Linked DNA regions of Mus musculus: regions 2, 3 and 4 are each linked to region 1. Evidence: chromatin contacts called from public HiChIP or PLAC-seq and promoter capture Hi-C data. All regions are on one chromosome and are shown on one strand. The core of a region is the stretch at or near the end of the contact, and the rest is flanking DNA. Distances in the headings are between cores, read along the strand shown. Region 1 holds the start of Pign (phosphatidylinositol glycan anchor biosynthesis, class N). Region 2 overlaps Bcl2 (B cell leukemia/lymphoma 2). Region 3 has its middle 7.9 kb from the start of Gm41928. Region 4 overlaps Cdh20 (cadherin 20).

Evidence for each region. Promoter capture Hi-C pulls out the DNA fragments that hold promoters and counts their contacts. HiChIP or PLAC-seq counts read pairs in DNA pulled down with a chosen protein or histone mark.
Region 2: an H3K4me3 HiChIP or PLAC-seq map of bone marrow-derived macrophages shows a contact between it and region 1, with 3 times the contacts expected there. The contact joins the enhancer-like site here to the promoter of Pign in region 1. A contact is called at or near these places in 3 of 39 promoter capture datasets (the 3T3-L1 cell line, 3T3-L1-derived adipocytes and the HPC-7 cell line), 2 of 115 datasets of contacts at active chromatin or transcription factors (the 230-238 cell line and bone marrow-derived macrophages) and 2 of 9 other capture datasets (adipose tissue and liver).
Region 3: a promoter capture Hi-C map of pre-B cells shows a contact between it and region 1, with 2.8 times the contacts expected there. The contact joins the enhancer-like site here to the promoter of Pign in region 1. A contact is called at or near these places in 2 of 39 promoter capture datasets (the HPC-7 cell line and pre-B cells), 2 of 115 datasets of contacts at active chromatin or transcription factors (the 230-238 cell line and large pre-B cells) and 2 of 9 other capture datasets (adipose tissue and liver).
Region 4: an H3K4me3 HiChIP or PLAC-seq map of neural tube shows a contact between it and region 1, with 7 times the contacts expected there. The contact joins the enhancer-like site here to the promoter of Pign in region 1. A contact is called at or near these places in 23 of 39 promoter capture datasets (the 3T3-L1 cell line, 3T3-L1-derived adipocytes, the C10 cell line and 13 more), 1 of 484 Hi-C or Micro-C datasets (the HPC-7 cell line), 23 of 115 datasets of contacts at active chromatin or transcription factors (the 230-238 cell line, T-cell acute lymphoblastic leukemia, bone marrow-derived macrophages and 13 more) and 2 of 9 other capture datasets (adipose tissue and liver).

The regions. Positions count from the first base shown.
Region 1 is chr1:105,662,305-105,665,041 of GRCm38.p6, reverse strand. It overlaps Pign (phosphatidylinositol glycan anchor biosynthesis, class N), which reads left to right and starts at 1,366. Exons shown (of 31, transcript NM_013784.3): 1 at 1,366-1,542. It overlaps Relch (RAB11 binding and LisH domain, coiled-coil and HEAT repeat containing), which reads right to left and starts at 1,181. Exons shown (of 29, transcript NM_173187.4): 1 at 409-1,181. The coding sequence starts at 934.
Region 2 is chr1:106,619,381-106,622,117 of GRCm38.p6, reverse strand. The region is part of intron 1 of Bcl2 (B cell leukemia/lymphoma 2); the gene reads left to right. Among named protein-coding and RNA genes, the nearest start is that of Gm37053, 5.8 kb to the right of the region's middle. Within about 2 kb of position 1,342, at least 20 of the 459 cell types and tissues checked have an H3K27ac peak or open chromatin away from gene starts, as enhancers often do. A contact at or near this core is called in bone marrow-derived macrophages, where this site is marked.
Region 3 is chr1:106,514,347-106,517,083 of GRCm38.p6, reverse strand. No RefSeq gene overlaps it. Among named protein-coding and RNA genes, the nearest start is that of Gm41928, 7.9 kb to the left of the region's middle. Within about 2 kb of position 1,328, at least 85 of the 459 cell types and tissues checked have an H3K27ac peak or open chromatin away from gene starts, as enhancers often do. A contact at or near this core is called in the 230-238 cell line, the HPC-7 cell line and pre-B cells, where this site is marked.
Region 4 is chr1:104,992,749-104,995,485 of GRCm38.p6, reverse strand. It overlaps Cdh20 (cadherin 20), which reads right to left. Exons shown (of 12, transcript NM_011800.5): 12 at 5-1,606. The coding sequence ends at 1,101. Among named protein-coding and RNA genes, the nearest start is that of Gm29012, 120 kb to the left of the region's middle. Within about 2 kb of position 1,410, at least 56 of the 459 cell types and tissues checked have an H3K27ac peak or open chromatin away from gene starts, as enhancers often do. A contact at or near this core is called in embryonic basal ganglia, neural tube and second pharyngeal arch cranial neural crest, where this site is marked.

The DNA.
Region 1 (2,737 bases), core at 117-2,616:
TTGTTCTTTTTCTTGAGTCAAAGAATTACTAAGAAACATTTTATTTCCTCGTAGTGTGATTCAACAGCCTGGGGAAAAAAGGAAAACTGCCTAGAGAAAAATGCCCAGGCAATAAGGAAGCTTTCTAGAGTGCCATAATACTCAATAAACTGGAAACCCTGATGTTATAGGTCCCAACACCAACGGGGAGCCAGGAGCTGTACAACACCTGCCAAAGATCGGAAACCAATGCAAAGAAGAGCTACAGCAGGATCTTTCTGTTTGCAGTACACAGGACACCTCGCATCTCACTCAACATACTCTCCCTTCTCAAGACGACCCTAGACTCAGTACCCGCCCACAATCCCCTTCAGCTGCACTCCAACTCTAATCCCCCATCTGCAGGTGTGACAGGCGACGCCTACTTACTGAGCTGTCCTCCGCCCGACGTCGTACTCGGTTCCCGACCTCCAGCGCCTCCGACGATGGAGGCGCCAGGGATCCCGGGCGCCCCCATCCCTGGGGGGGTCCCACTCTGCCTCTCGAAGTTGCCAGGATTGGAGAAGTAATCGCGCAGTCGTGGTAGCTCGCGGCCGCTCTCCAACAGCTCGGTGTGCAGCTCCAGGGCGGTCAGCAAGTATTGATCGCGCAACAGCTGAGCGGCGATGGCATCGATTGACAATCGGGCAGGGGTCTCCCCGCTGCCCCCCGGAGCCGCCGGGGCGGCGGACATCTCCACAGCGAGCCCCGGCCGCGCGCTGCTTCCCAGGGCCATGGGGTCCTGTGGCGACAGGGAGCCTGCAGAACCAGGATCTAGGCCGACCCCGGCACCCAGCCGAAGTCCTGCCCGCCGGTCCTCGGTTGCCGCTACCTCGTCGTCGTCCTCATCCGAATCACTGAGGAAAGGATTTACTCCGCTACCACTGCCACCACCTCCGGGCGCCATCGCCGCCATCTTATTCTGTCAGGAATGTGGGTGCTTCCCTGCTTGGCCCGACAGGCCCTCAGCCTGAATCCCCGTTAGGTCCCGAGAGCCGCCGACCACCTAGGCAGCCCAGGCCGACCGCACCTCTCCTCACCTAGAGCCTAGGCCGGACTGGGAGGCAGGAGCCCGGTATGCAGCAGCACCTCCCGTCTCAGCCGCTGCTGCACCAGTAGCCGACTCTGCAGGCGTCTTCCTGGTCCCTAGTCTCGCGAGAACTGGCTTGGTCCCATCTTCGCCCCGCCCCGTCCCCGCCTCAGCCCCACCCACCTCTGGCCTTGGAGTGGCAAGATCGAAGGAACCGCTCCAGGCTCAAACATAAGACCCCGCCCACAAGCTCTCGAGGATTGGCTGGAGTTACAGGACCTGGCCAGAGAGTTATCGCGAGAGCAGCGAAGGCCTGGGGCAGGTTGGGGGCGTTCCCTGGAGCAGTAGAGGTGGAGGTCGCTGAGGGGTACGATTTGGCTGTGGTTTTTGAGGGTTGAAGGGAACCCTCCCGACATCTTTCACCGCCCTGGGTCCTGCCTTCGTTCTGAGGAGGTCCCGTTCCCAAGACTGGGCCTGAGCCGGATAGTTCTCAGGTAAAGTCCCGGGACCCTTGCACTTAAGGTGTTCCCACGCCCGCTTCTCCCTTCACGCTTCAGTTTTTTGTCGCTGTTTGCTGTCACCGCCCAGATAGCAAGTGCTCTGAGCAGCGGTCAGAATCTGGCTTCTTTGCTCTTCCCTAGTTTCCCAGCCATCTGCTCTCTCCCCTGGAGATCTGGCGACGGCATGGCCTCCTTGTGGTTAAGGAGGGCGCCTTCCCGCCCCCTCCGTCCGGGAATAGGACTTAGAAAGCTGAAGGGTGCAGATAGAGCCTGGACGGAAGTTGCAACATTTGAGTTTCGAGATGCCTTTACACTCATCTGTGAACAGCCTGGTCTTGGACGACAAACTAAGTAATATGTAAACCCATGGAAATTAACATACACTTTACATCAAAGGAACTTTTCAAACTATCAGCGCTATCTCTTCAGTACAACTAAGTTGTCTGGGCCGCTTCAGTGGCCTGGTCATGTCCACTGCACTAGGACACATTCGTTGGAACAAGTATCACCTATCTTTTGTCCAAAACCATTCTTTTCCACAATCCCCTGAAACCTTGCTAAGTCCATTTAGGCTAGAATCGAGGTTTTCTTTATGGATCAATCAAATTTTAGCGATTTAAAAAATTGTACTCTGTAGAGAGATTTGATGGCCTTTATGAAACATTTAGCACATAACTATACTCGTAGGTTTGGAATATCATTTATCCTTTATGCTATTCCTTGATTGTAGTTTGAGGTGATAAGAAGTTTCCCTGTCGCTATTAGACTCCTAGCCCTCATATCTTCTATTTTGTTAAACATAGAATGCCACTTTTTCCTGGTTTTAGAATTAAGTTCTTATTAACACCAGGTCCTAACAGACAACAAAATAAATAGCCAACAGTGCTAACCATCTGCTCTGATATATATAATGAAGTATCTCCTTTATCTTTGTGGAAAATAAAAATAGAGCATTGTTATATGACCTCAGGTCTGGTTACCGGTTTACATGTAAAGTATCCCAGCAGTTAAGTGTAGGTTTTAATTTCAGTTTAATCAGTCTCACAGGAAACTAAAATTTCATTTGAATGAGGCTCTGAAATGCTTTCTTTGGTTGGTATTACTATATAGTTATTATTTGGGCTTTTTAACAGGAGCTTTTAAAGTATGTTACATGTGATATGAAGGTGGGAGGGGGAATACTGGAGGT
Region 2 (2,737 bases), core at 93-2,592, 960 kb before region 1:
TCTTCCACACCTCAAATTACCTGATACACTTGTTTTAGCTTCCCAAGTGTGCCACCATACCCAGCTCTACACTGAGAAGCCATCACTACCAAATGCTCCCATATTTTTTATTTCTGAAGAGTTAAGGATTTTTAGTATCCCAGAGCTGTGTTTATATTACTTTCTTGCCATGGTGTTCTAAGGTAGCTTAAATTTGAGACTCTATAACTTCATGTGCTTTACTTTGGGAACTTTTCCAAAAGTGTCTAAAGGCTATGGAAATGACTGTATGCCTATGTGTAGCTGGTCTTTTCTGCTTTGTGGATCCTACTTTATCCTAACTTTACTGCATCTGCCACCCCCACTTCAACCCCCATCACTAGATTGGAGACAAAAAATTATAACAGGGATGAGGGGGGATCCTTAATTATAATTTTTTTCTTCTTATTTATTCTTGAGCACAGCTACTGACAAACTGCAAACAACCCCACTGAATGACCAGCAAGCACCCACCCACCTAGGGGGCTCTTGCATTTATGCCCTCTGAAAAGTTTCTAGAATTCTAAATATCACACAACCACAAAAACTATCTGCTGCTGGCAAAACCACGCCTCTGTCAGAGCCCAAGAATCAGAGTCAGCTGATCTGGACAGTCTAAGGCAGTCCCTTATCCCCGTATCTAGGATTACAACCAAATCTCTTTTTTTAATGTTATTTCTGTGTTAAAGAAACCAAAATTCCAGAATTGTCAGTACAGCCTATGGCTTTTTCTCCTTTTCATCTCAGAACCAATGGGCAATAAGAAATTTGAGGCTTTGAGATGAGAGAGTCCAATCAGGGCTACTTACTTCATATAGGAACAAAGTCACATTTCTTCATGGGCATTAGACTCACCATGGCATCCCCAGTGTCTCAGTGGGTAATTGTGTGGGATGCCATGATATCAACTTTTGATTAAATTTGGCTTCAAATTTTATGTCTCTACTTTTTCTTCATTTGCTTCTTTTCCTTGCCCCCCCCCCCGCACCCCCCTCCCCCCCACCATTCCTTTACTTCAGGTGTAGATCTGTGGCATTTTCTTAAGAACTTCACTTGTTTGCACTGGGAAGGGACCAATACAATTAATCCAGTGTTTACCATTTTCTTGGAAATAAATACTTAAGTCAACATTTGAATTAAGCCTATTGCTTCTTGGTCTTTTGCTTAACATCAAGGAAGATAAACCTAGAACATAATACATAAAACCTGGAATTGATTCTAAAGGATGTGGATTGTCAGAGATCAACAGTTTCTTTAGTGGCTGAGGAGATGACTCAGTGGATAAAGCGCTTGCTTTGTAAGCATGGGGACCCAAATTTGAATTTTCAACAGTCACATGAAAGCCAGGTAGGTGACATCATGTTCAGTGCTGGATAGAGAAGGGAGGCCCCCCAGGGTTTGCTGGAACCAAAACGCTTCATTCCAAGACTGTGTGAAAGACCTGTCTCAAAAACAAAGACAGAGAAGGGAAGAGAAAGATACCTGAAGTCAGCCTCTGAAACCTGCACTTGTGCCTCCACATATGCGCATGTGCACACACAGAGAGAGGGGGAAAGGAGGGAGGAAGGGAGGGAGAAAGAGATTTTCAGAAATCAATTTGTTCAAGCCTTCATTTTACTGAAAGAAACCATTTCCTCCTTCCTTCCCACCCCCTCCACAGCCAGTGAGTAGGAAGCTGGGATGAATTAAAAAGATGGCCACTGTTTTCTTACCACATCACAGGCAGGAACAGTTAAACAGCCACTAGCTCTTGGCTGGTTGTCCAGTCACTTGGAAGTGATGGTTGCTGTGCCTGAAATCATTGTGACATTTTGGGAAAACCACAAAATCTTTGTATGTTGTTTTTATTTTTCTCTTTTACCATATATGGTAATACTACTTATAGAGTCATTTAAGTGGTTTATGATGATCCAGTTTTTTCCTTTTAAATGAGATGGGGTGGTGTGTGTGTGTGTGTGTGTCTCTGTGTGTGTGTGTCTATGTGTGCATGCATATGTATGTGAGGGGTATGTGTACATGTGTGTGTGTGTGTGTGTGTGTGTGTGTGTGTGTGTGTGTCAGAGGGTAGAAGTGTGTGTGTGTCTGTGTGTCTGTGTTTGTATGCATGTGTATGTGAGGAGTAGGTGTACATGTGTATGTGTGTGTGTCAGAGAGTAGGTGTGTGTGTGTGTGTGTGTGTGTGTACATGTAGTGGTGGTGGTGGATGCATGTGTCCATTAAGAGACCTGAGGTTGAGAGTTGGTTCTTTCTGTAACACTTTCAGCCTTCTTGTCTTTTTTTCTCCTTCCTTCTTTTTTTTCTATTTGAGACAGTCTCTAACTGAACCTGGAATTCTATGTTTAGGTAGTCTTGCCTGGCCACCAAATCCTTGAGATCCACCTGTTTGTGTCCACCCCCTGACCCCTACCTCATATCCTAAGCACTGGATCACACTGTTCCTGGTTTTACATGTGTTCTGGGATCAGAAGTAAAGATTTCGTGCTTGCATAGCAAGCGTGTTATCCACTGAGTGATCTTCCTAACCCCTCTACTTTCCTTCTCTCCCAAAGGAGAATCTCCTCTCCTCTTCTCCCCTCCCCTCTTTTCCCCTCTTCTCTCCTTTCCTCTTCTTTTTCTTTCCTTTCTATATTTCCCCTCCAGTTTAGGCTTCATCACCTTCCAGAGCTCCTCTCTGAAGACTGAAGCCAAGGAGGCTTATCTTCTGCCTTTAACTCCTTTG
Region 3 (2,737 bases), core at 79-2,578, 850 kb before region 1:
GCTTGCTCGAATGCATTTAACAATTGCAAAGGGGCTGAACAACTGCTCAGTGGTAGAGCTTTTGCCTAACATGGACAAGGCCATGAGTTTCATTCCTAGCACCCGCCTCCTTCAAATCATAGGATTAAGAATTCTTCAAAGGTCTATTTTTCATGATGACTTCTTTGACAACTTTTTAATTGACTTATTTATTTAAAAATTGTAAATTGTCTGTGTGTGTGTGTGTGTGTGTGTGTGTGTGTGTGTGTGAGAGAGAGAGAGAGAGAAAGAGAGAGAGAGAGAGAGAGAGAGTATAAAGGTATTTGTAGATGTATGCAGATGTCTACTGAGGCTAGAAGAGGGTGTCTGGTCTCATGTCTGTGGACTTGAGCTGGCTGTGAGGCCACCTGACATGGGTACTGGGAAGCTAACCTGAATCCTCTGGAAAAGCCACTGAGCCACCTCTTTAGCCCAGAATGACCTCCTGAGTGTTGCATCTTGTCATCTCCTGCCTCTCCTCTTCTGCTTTCTGTCTCCCCATCCTCCTCTTTTTCTTCCACTTCAAGTGTTAAATTCCTTCAAATTATTTATTCTGATTTCTATTTTGATTTTTAAAGGTACACTTTTGATAGATGGCTCATTTTACCTTTGAACTCATGATCCTCCCGTCCTCACCTCCTCATTGCCAGGACGTCCAGGTGTGTGCCACCCTACCCGGCCTTAAAATGTTTATTTGTATTGGTGTCCTTGATCACCTAACACCTTAAGCATGACTTCTGTGCTGTTTGCTAAACTAGTAACTGCCCTTCTGCTGGCTTTTAATAGACAGTGTCCAGCTATGAGATGCATCGTTTGGTCACCTAACTCCTCAGTTCAATGATAACTCACAGACCTGGGCCAAACTGATTGTCTTTGAGTGAACTTGACTGAGGTTCCAGCTTAGCTTCTGCCTCTATCAGTCTGGCCCCTGAACTAACTCCCCCCACCCCCATCTGTAAAGTGAAGAGATGCTCTCTTTGTGTCCTTACCAACTATGGGAGGCTACATTCTTGGCTTCAGGCCTTGAACCAGATGAGTGTAGCTCCTTCGTGAGTGCACCACTGACCTTCCTGCCTCAGGCTTAACTTTCCTTTAGGGGAAAGCTATGGTTAAGTTGGTGACCGCAGGCTGAGTGTCAGCCTCATCTGCAGATGGGGGACTTGGGGAGGGAAAGCTTACCTGATGGGTGACCACTAGATGATTTTCACTTCTGCGAAACAGATCTCTGCTGTTTCTTGGCCCAGAAGCCTGCCACATCTTAGAGTCACCGGTGTCATGAGCCGGTTGTGGAAAGTGGAAATGGGCAGGATGTGGTTTGAACTGACAAAACTGGAGCAAATCACTCATCTCTGGGGTTGGCATGGATACTGAGGGTGGGGGAGGCTGTGCAGGGATACTGACGGGGGGGGGAGGGGAGGTCTGTGCAGGGATACGGAGGGGGTGGCTATGCAGGAATACCAAGAGGTGAGAGAGGCTGTGCTTACTGTACAGCCAGCCAGCATTATAAGTCTAGGGCAGCCCAGCCACTCTGAACATACTGGGCTTGGAAGCTGGGCAGCGTTGAGCCTAACTAGTACTTAGATGGAAGGAAGTAACAAAGTAGGCTTCAGAGTCATAAGATTCTCAATATGTGACCTAAATCCCTGGCATGCTTCTTCTGTACTACCAACAGAACCCTAAACTCAGAAAGAACGTGGCCCTTGACAGCCAGGATCCATGTTGCCTTCATAATACTTCCCATAGCCTTGACTTGGACCTGTGTGTGTCCCAGGGTCATTTGAGGACCTTACCATATGTCTCCACAGTATGGCCTCTGGTTGGACTGTGGAGACAATCAACAAATAACAGGTAAATGAATAGTTAGTTCTAAGCAATGTAAACACCCCAAAAGTCTACTAGTGTGCATGTTGGTTTTTGTCAATCCGACATTAATCTAGACATCATTAGAAAGAAGGAACCGTGGGTGAGAAGATGCTTTCATCACCTTGGCCTGGAGGCAAGCCTGTGAGCCATTTTCCTAATTAATGATTGATGTGGGAGAGCCCAGCCTCGTAGGGGCAGTGTCACCCCTGTGCAGGTGGGTGTGAAACATAAGAGAGAGTGAGCCGAGCAAGCCATGGGAAACAAGCCAGTAAGCAATGTTCCTTCATGGCCTCTGCTTCGGTTCCTGATTCTAGGTTCTTACCTTGAGCTCCTGTGCCGAGTTCTCTTCATGATGGACCATCAGCCGGTTTCCTCCGAAAACTGCTTTTATTTGTGGTGTTTATCCCAGCAATAGAAACATAATTAAGAGAAGTAGGTTTAACAAAAATTCAAGTACTGAATTATCTGGGCTACCATGGGGTTTCAGGGGGATGGGAAGGTTCTGTCCTGCCTTCTTAAGCCTATTGGATGAAGAGCTTTCTGCCTGCCTTTCCTGGAGGGAGGAAGGCTGCTGTGACTTCAGGGCTTACATAACTAACTGCTGACTGACAGTGGTCCTCACTTCTGAGACCCACAGAAATGCCTGGGTGCATCATTTTACATCCCAGCCCCATTGTTGCTCTACCAGGATTGTCTTTGTTGTGCTTGTCATTGTCTGATGTCTTTGTTGAGAAGAATAGCTCAGACAAAGAACCATCACAGTGCCTCGCTGACTGGCTGGGTTTGCTGCATCTTGGGGAGGCTCCCTTCTGACAGACGTAGGAGAAGCCACACATTCTCAGGTCTAAAATCAAGG
Region 4 (2,737 bases), core at 161-2,660, 670 kb after region 1:
AATACACCTTTCCTTCTATTTAGCTTTTATTAAAAGAAGTGCTAAGTTACTGAGATGTAGCACATCATATTTATTAACAAAATTATTAACAAATATACAAAACTTTTACAGGTAATACTCTTACATCCATTTCTTCTCTATAATACTGATTTTGTTCAAGTAGGTTATCTACAGTATGTAAACATCCCTTGGATTGACTTTACACAGATTAGGAAAGCCCTCTAACCCATGCTTTTATCAGATACTTCTTATTTGGCTTTCTTTTGTTGCATCTGATCTCCACATTTGGCACTCAGAAGAGACATCTACAGTGCACGAGGCAGCTTTTCTGCTTTCCTTCTGGCTTTTACGAAGGCATAAAAAGCTGTCAGGAGAACACCGCACACTAACGTGTTGATGCTGGATCAGCTACAATGCGAACTCTCTGTTCAGCTCTTACATGAGAGCACACGTCAATGTCAATGTCTCTTCCTTCTCCCACCCTCCCCAACCATTCCCCATGCAAGGCCGGGAAAGTCTAAACCTTGTCTCAAAAGAGTTAAATAATGTACCACCCACCTTAGAACAAGTAAGATGATTTCACTGAGGAATAATTTTTCAGTGGTGTGTGTGTGTGTGTGTGTGTGTGTGTGTGTGTGTGTGTGTGTGTGTTGGTTTCTGCAGATCTGACGATGCAGAAAAACTAGAGTAGGACTTGCTCCCTGCCTCCACTCCCGCCCTCACCTACTATCTGTGTAGTTAACACTGGCACCTTTTCTTGGTGGTAAAGTGACAAAAGCCTTGGTGAATAGGAAAAAACAAAGGAATAAAGAAACAAACAAAAAGAGCCAAGCTTTAATAATTCAAACCTGTGAATACAGTGTCAAAAAAAGAAATTAAAATGGTAATTGGAGATTCTGCCCTCTTCTCCTGGGTTTCCTTCTGATTATTTAGCTTAGTCTAACCAAGTAAAGCTGATCCAGAGAGAGCTCTGCTGGGTCCACTCACTCCCATCCTCACTGTCCAGCACAATATTGCTCCTGGGGTGGCCGCGCCTCGGGCATGAGAAGCAGCCTTTGAGAACGTCTGGATTTGGGTGCCCCTTTGCCTCCGGGCTTCTGTCACCACAAGGGCGCGGGCCCCTCGGACGCCCCGTAGAGTTCTGCCAGTTTTCGGAAGCGGGGTCCCCAGTCCGTGAGGAAATCAAAGCTCTGCTCTGAGTCCGAGGTGGCTGACTGCAGGGAGCTGAGCGAGCCGGCCACAGAGCCGTCCCCTTCAAACATGTAGGTCTGCAGGGAGTCGAAGGGCGGGGCCCACAGGTCCATGTCGGCCTCGTAGAGCTTGGCCAGCACGTAGCTGTGGACCGTGCTGCTGACCGCGCAGGTCTGAGGCACGTAGCGGGACAGGCTCTCGATCTCGGGGAGCATGTCCTGGCGCGTCTTGGGGGCGGCGCCTGCCTGCGCCTCGCGCGGGTTCCACATGGCTGCGATGTCGAAGGCCTCTGTGTCCTCTTCGCCGCCCCCCTCGTCGTCGTAGCGCACAATGTTCTCGTGGATGTTCTCATCGTCGTCGATGATGTAGGGTTGTTTGCGATGTCGCCTCATGGACAGGATGAGCAGCACCAACACTGACGGGAACACAAAGGACGAGATGTGTCAGTCTCAAGAAACAGTTTATTAAGCAAGGGGGCAAAGAAGGGCTCAGAGTGGCACCCAGGTCAGCTTTGGTAATTCAAACGTTAGTGAGTTTAGTTCAGGTCTGCCTGATCCTCGCTGTGATTTGTTATATTTAAGAGCTCTTGGGGTAAAGAAGGCGTTATATTTCTTAGACTCCTAAGAAACTACATAGTCTCATAGAAACTTGCTGCTTTAAAATTGTGTGTAGACACACAATGAACCGTTATGAAATTCCACTAAGACGACACAAAGCACAGCGGCCTGCTGTAGAAGCTATGCTATGGATCAGATCATGCACTCTTATACAGTAATGAGTTTCATATACATTTGCTATAATCTAAAAATCTCATTAGGTGAGATTCTGCTTTTTTGCTTTAGCATTGTAATAGGATTCTACTATAGATACAACCATACATCCACAAATAATGAATGCAGATATTTACGCTAAGTATGAGCTACAGAAATCTGTCTTTTATGCCTCCTTCAAAAACTAAGAGCATTGTGGGAAGGAGCTTATCAGACTCTAAACCTAACCAAGGAGCTATGGACAGTTAATAGTTTCTGGAGTTCTCTTCAAGGGCTTGGCTCTTGGTAGGGCAACCTCTTTTTCCTTGGATAGCTCCATACTCAGGAGTACTGGGTGCTCAAATTGGAGTATTTATTTATTTATTTATTTGAAAAAGGACACAAACTTGAGGATGTGGGTAGATCTAGAAAGAGTTTAAGATACACTTTATGAATTCTAAAAAAAAAAAAAAAAAAAAAGAAAAGAAAGAAAGAAAAAAAAGAACAGAAATACTTTTAAAAGCATAAGTGAATGACTTTAGGTCCAGTAACCCCAGATTCCTCAAAAAGACTTTTAGTTAGAGAGGTATTTGTAATTTTCTGAAGCCAGCGGTTTTCATGGGAGGGAAGGACTGAGCAGTGACATTTTATATAGTTCAGTCTGTTACCAAAGAAGTGGCACATTGTTAGCTGTGCCCTTGAAGGTTTGGATAAAATTTTATCCCAACAAATGTGTGTGTGTGTGTTTTGGGGGGAGTAGGTGTGTTCACTGGGGTTTAAAGGAGATATAGAGATAA